Regions from separate parts of the Muntiacus reevesi genome. Here region 1 is linked to region 2. The links are chromatin contacts, called in public Hi-C maps. All regions are on one chromosome and are shown on one strand. The core of a region is the stretch at or near the end of the contact, and the rest is flanking DNA. Distances in the headings are between cores, read along the strand shown.

Region 1 (3,069 bases), core at 364-2,863, 140 kb after region 2:
TGTGCACACAGCTCAGTACACTCAGCCTCCCCTGCCCACTCCACCCCCATTTACAGGAGATCTACTCCTGCTGTGCACATAATCTGGGATAACTGGGTCTCTAAACATTACTTCAAGAGCCCCAAGTCCCAAGTAGCGGTGGGCTAGGGAAAGGGTGCTCTTTCCCATACCCTTGGCTTTTGTGTGGCCTGTTATACCTGCTCAAGAGATACAGAAAGACTGGAATGTGACACAAGACTCTCCTTTCAGAATCACAAAGGCTTATACTTTGAGCCTTCCTATTTCTATCTCTCACCTTGCATTTCTTTTAATGTCCCCAACTCCCCTTTGATCCCAGTCCTCAGGTTCAAGGCCTCATGAGGCCAAAACCCTGTAGTTCCTTTTCTCAAGCTCCCCTGACTTTAACACCATCAGATTCAACCCCTGACCTTGGCCCTGTCTCAGCAACAAGCAGCTAATCTTTTAGCAACTAATCTTTTGTCCACTAATCTGCTTTCCAAACTCTTGGCACCTGAGCTATTTATAAAGCAGTATTTTAGACCCCGCCCCCGGACCCTATTCTTCTCCCTTGACCCCCACCAATCTGAAAATTCACAGGACCTTGGGTATAAGAGGTTGGAGAGGCGAGCATAGCGACCAGAGCTGGAGACGGATGTGAGCTTCACCTTCCTCCCCAGGTATAGTCCAAAGTCCTCTTATTTCCAGCCCATACTAGGTCCCATATCCCCTGCCCTTAGCACCTTCCTCTATATATCAAGAAGCATTTGAGGGGCACCTTTCCCAACAGAGCTGACAGGCACTCAGGCCGAGATACCCTGGGAGAGACCTCTGAAACTCCCCTAAGTTCCTCTCAGGCCAGATCTAATACACATCAAAGAAAAGCATTAGAGAGATATCTTTCTCTAAGGATCAAGGCTTAGCACCTGGATACATTGATGGGGGTAAGAGTGGGCAAATCTGGGGAGGATGATGAGAACAATGAATAGTGTCAAGGAAGGCTTTCAACTTCCATAGAGGCTTCTGCCATCAACAACCAAGAGCATGAGGGCACCTTTACTCTCCTGCACCTTTCTCCTTCCTTAGTTGTGTTAAGGCCACCGTGAGGTGAACTCAGGCTCAGAATCCAGGCAGAAACCAGAGTCTGGGTTTTGTTCATTCATTCACTCATGTATCTAACAAACACGTCTTGGCATCTACCCTGTGCTAGGTGATGCTCAACCTCATTCAGTACAATTTTCTTCATACTTTCCTGGATGAAGGTCTTTCTCCAAACAAATTCCTTCTCCCAAAACACTAGAGAGGAGAGGGCCCCAGCTATTTAAAAAAGCCTCATCCTTTCTGGAGAACAAACAGTATGATTAGTCAATAATTTGTAAAAACTAGGGGAGTTTTTTTCCTGTGTCCTGGATGGGTGAGAGTATGCCTGAATAAGTAACCCTGGTAGGAGGGAGAATAGGAAGCATAGACCGTGGTGAGGTGTCTACCTAAGAAGAAAAGGTTATGTCACACCAGGTGTGTCCAGATGGTATATCAAAGCCAGGTAAGGAGAATGGGATCAAATGATTGAGCCTCCCTCCTTCCCCTCTTGCCAGAAAAGGCTCAACATCCACACCATGGCCAACATGTCTAGGTAAGTAAGAACTGCTAATTCTCTGCTTCTGGGACTTGTGGCTTACCCAAACCCAACGACCTGCCTTTGGGGTGGAGGAGTTTGCAACCTCTCTTCTACTTGTGTTGCCTCCACCTGAGTGTCACTTCATTCTTCTTGGGTCTCTTCCTCTAATCCTAGAAATAGTTCCTTTTCTCCCCAATTCCCTTTCTTTCCTTTCCCTTCTTCTCCCCCTCCCTTCTCTTCCAATCCCTTTCCATATCCTCTGATTTTCTCCTCTTAGGGTGTTTAAGAAGACCTGCTCCAATGGCAAGGTGAGAGAACCTGACCCAGCAGGGCAAATGAAAGGGGAAAAAGGGATAGGTGTGTACATCCTTCAAGGTCTCAGGGGTTTGGGATGGGGCCTTGGGTTGGGGCCTTCAGGGGAATCCATTAAAAGAAGATTATGAGAGTAACATGGGAGGTTGTTCCACAACAGCTATCCATGTACCTGGGGAAACGGGACTTCGTGGACCATGTGGACATGGTGGAACCCATCGGTCAGTGAGTCCGAAAAGAGAAAGAGCCTAGGGAGAAGGAGGGGAGTGGGAGCAAGGGAGTGAAAGAAAGCCAAGAAAGGACCATGCAGAAGAAGAACTTCTGTTTCATAGTCTGAGGACTTTTCCTGACCAGAATGCCGTCTCTTCCCCTCTCCATAGATGGTGTAGTCCTGGTTGACCCTGATTACTTAAAAGGCCGAAAGAGTAAGTAAAAATCCTTATTGGTCTGTGTATATGCCAGGGATCCCAACCTAAAAGATCACATACACCAGACAAGTAATCTGAATGAGTGGGCTGGACAAGTGGACCAGAGGGTTATAATAAAATTAAAAAGTGGTGGGAACTGTGAATGTCTTATCTGACAGAAGCTAACAACTGGGAATTTCAGCCCTGTGTGGCCAAATTTTCTGATTGTTAAAGAGGAACTGGAAATAAAGGTCAGAATAAGACTTTGAGAGGCTCAAAGTCTGAAAAGATTCTAGTGCCTCTTCCAAATAATATTTAAAATAGATATATTTCTAAAGCATTAATTACATTTTCTTTTCCAAGATCACACAAAATTTACATGTGTGCTGAAATTTAATGCTTTTTTCTAAAATCTCTAATTTTCTCCCTTATTGTTGGTGGGGCCTTTGCTTCACTGCTAACCTGAACACACACTTAGACTGCCTACTGAAAGATCCAGTACACCAGAAATCCATATTACTAAAATATGGATTAAATTATTAAAATTTGCATTAAGCAAATGTCCTGATTTTCAAATGTTGGCAGCTAATTAAGAGGTTTTTTTTAAAGCCCTGGATAAATCAAAAAACTTCATTTTTCCAAGGGCTGAATGTGACTTTCAGGCTGCCACTTTGCATTTCTTTTCCCCTTTATTTGCATATGTCTTTCCGTATCTCCTTTGTTTAGGGAAACCCA
Region 2 (2,700 bases), core at 198-2,697:
CTGTATTTAGTTAAAAATCTTATTTTCCATGGCAGGCAATATGCATTTTACTTAACTTAAATCTCCTAGGACAACTCAGGGTGTGTCCTAAGGTGAAATGAAGTGAAGTGAAAGTCTCCAGTCATGTCCGACTCTTTGTGACCCCATGCACTATACAGTCCATGAAATTCTCCAGGCCAGAATACTGGAGTGGGTAGCTGTTCCCTTCTCCAGGGGATCTTCCCAACCCAGGTCTCCCTCATTGCAGGCAGATTCTTTACCAGCTGAGCCACGAGGGAAGCCCAAGAAAACTGGAGTTGGTAGCCTTTCCCTTCTCCAGCAGATCTTCCTAACCCAGGAATCGAACCAGGGTCTCCTGCATTGCAGGCAGATTCTTCCAAGGAAATCCTAAGGTAATCAGAATATATTTATATTGATATGTTCAAAGCAATGAGATCCCTTCTTTCAAAGTCCTGGAATTATATTTTTACACCAATGCAGTAGAATGGGAAGGAGTGGGAGGTGGGAGGGAGGTTCAAGAGGGAAGGGACATATGTATACCTATGGCTGATTCATGTTGATGTATGGCAGAAATCAACACAATATTGTGAAGCAATTATCCTTAAATTAAAAATAAATAAATTTTAAAATAACAAAGAAATATAATGTGAGCCACAAAAGTGAACTTGATATGAAATTCTAAGTTTTCTAGTAGGCATATTTAAAAAGGGAAGACAAGTGAAATTAATTTTAATAATATATTTAACCCAAGATATACACAAAATATTAGCATTTCAACATGTAGTCAGTGTAAAAATGATTGAGATATTTTGTATCATTTTTTTATATTTTTTTCAAAATCCGGTGTATATTTTACACTACAGCACATCTCAATTCCAAATAGCCACATTCAAGTACTCAATAGCCCCATGTGGCAAGTGGCTACCGCATTGAACAACGCTGTTCTGCTTAACAGAGCTGCTTTCCAAACCGAACACTTATTTTTCTATTCATATGATGACATTGGGCACGTAATAAGTACCAGGCACTGGGCTAGCCAGAGGAGCGCAAAAATTAATCAGACTTATACTGGTAAGGGAGATAGATTTGTAAATCACTAGCTGTAATATAATGTGGTAGGTGTTCTGATAGAGATGCACCGAAAATTTTCATTTGGCAGGGGAAAGGGGCTCAAGGAAGTTTTCAGAGGAAGTGACTTTTGAAAACGTGTGTGTGTTTTTAGGAGGGGTGACTTTTGACTGTGTATGTGTGTAAAGGGGTGACAGTAACTTTTAACTGTGTGTGTGTGTGTGTGTGTGTGTGTGTGTGTGTGTGTGTGTGTGTGTGTGTAAGAGGGGTGACGTCACGGGGAAGAGGAAGGGCGAGGATTGGCCGGTAGGCAAAGCTCGAGCTGCTGGGTGGCCAGAAGCCGGAGGGGGGCGCTACTTACACTTCGCTCTCACGCGCGCAGACCTGCGAACCCGGCAAGCTGCGCGGAGTTCGGAGCCCCTGGCCGCCCTGGCCCCTGTGGCCAGGGAGCGCCTCACGAGGTAAGGCGCTCGCCTGGCCGGCTCCTGGAGTGCTCCTGCCTTCTCGCGCCCGCCCTGGCTCCGAATTCAGCCTTGTCACACCCGCTCCTCAGAGCCGATGGCACAGTCCGGGCCCGGGTCCGGGACGAGGAGATGGGCGAAAAGCAGCGCCTGGGGTTTGCTTTTTTATTTGCGTGTGTGTATCATTCACAGATGTCTACTAGTAATAGGCAGCAGGACAAAACGAGTCCATGGAAACGGTTGCTAGGCTGACTTAACAGCAGCCTACGGAAGTTTTCAGACGCTTAGGTAACAATGGAGCTACTGAACCAATGCAGCGCCCCTTCCGGTTTCTTCATCTCTCGCCTAGCTCAGCTTTCCCAGGGTTGCCTTTGACCCCGGAAGTGAGGCTTTCCGGGTTCCTCCCTCCCTAAGATGGCAGCAGCCGAAGACGAGTTACTGTTACCGCGGCTCCCTGAGCTGTTCGAAACCAGCAAGCAGCTTTTGGACGAACTGGAAATCGCAACTGAGCCCACCGGCTCCCGAATAATCCAAGATAAGGTGATCAAGGGACTGGATCTCCTGAAGAAGGCTGCTGAAATGTTGTCGGAGCTCGACTTGTTCAGGTATGGGCGAGAGGGTAGTAACCAACGGCAGAGGATGTAGGTAATGATGGTCACCAAGGGTGGAGCCATTGAGCCTGGGTGGAGGAGACCTTTAAAACTGGGAGCCTTTCTATCCTACCTCCCCCTGCGATCCTGTATACATCGTTTGCGTTCTCTACCTCTCTTCCAAGATAGTTAATTAACCACGACTCTCCTCCCTAGTTTCGATTATTTGCAGAGGCATTGGATGTGAGTGCTCAGCCACTTTCATTGAAGAAAGCCGGCAGCTGTTCCAGGTGCCGCCTCCCTTTGTCCCACCCCGATCCCAGCCCTCCCCTCCCCCAGGAAGCAAGGGCCGCAGTTGGAATGACTAGCCAGACTTCACAGCCTACTCTGCTCTTTGCAGCCAAAATGAAGATTTGGAGGAGATCGCGTCCACCGACCTGAAGTACCTGATGGTGCCAGCATTTCAAGGAGCGTTCGCCATGAAACAAGTCAATCCCAGCAAGCGTCTAGATCATTTGCAGTGGGCTCGAGAACACTTTTTAAACTACTTAATTCAGTGCCAGCACTATCATGTGGCAGAG

The links. A called contact is a pair of places that touch in the nucleus more often than the background predicts.
Region 1: a Hi-C map of blood shows a contact between it and region 2, with 2.7 times the contacts expected there. The contact joins the promoter of ARR3 here to the promoter of IGBP1 in region 2. A contact is called at or near these places in 2 of 3 Hi-C or Micro-C datasets (blood and muscle).

The regions. Positions count from the first base shown.
Region 1 is chrX:61,134,260-61,137,328 of mMunRee1.1, forward strand. It overlaps ARR3 (arrestin 3), which reads left to right and starts at 1,614. Exons shown (of 16, transcript XM_065915743.1): 1 at 1,614-1,630; 2 at 1,893-1,923; 3 at 2,088-2,148; 4 at 2,308-2,352. The coding sequence starts at 1,614. All of the region lies in intron 6 of PDZD11 (PDZ domain containing 11), which reads right to left.
Region 2 is chrX:60,989,672-60,992,371 of mMunRee1.1, forward strand. IGBP1 (immunoglobulin binding protein 1) reads left to right here and starts at 1,448. Exons shown (of 6, transcript XM_065914782.1): 1 at 1,448-2,134; 2 at 2,520-2,700. The coding sequence starts at 1,944.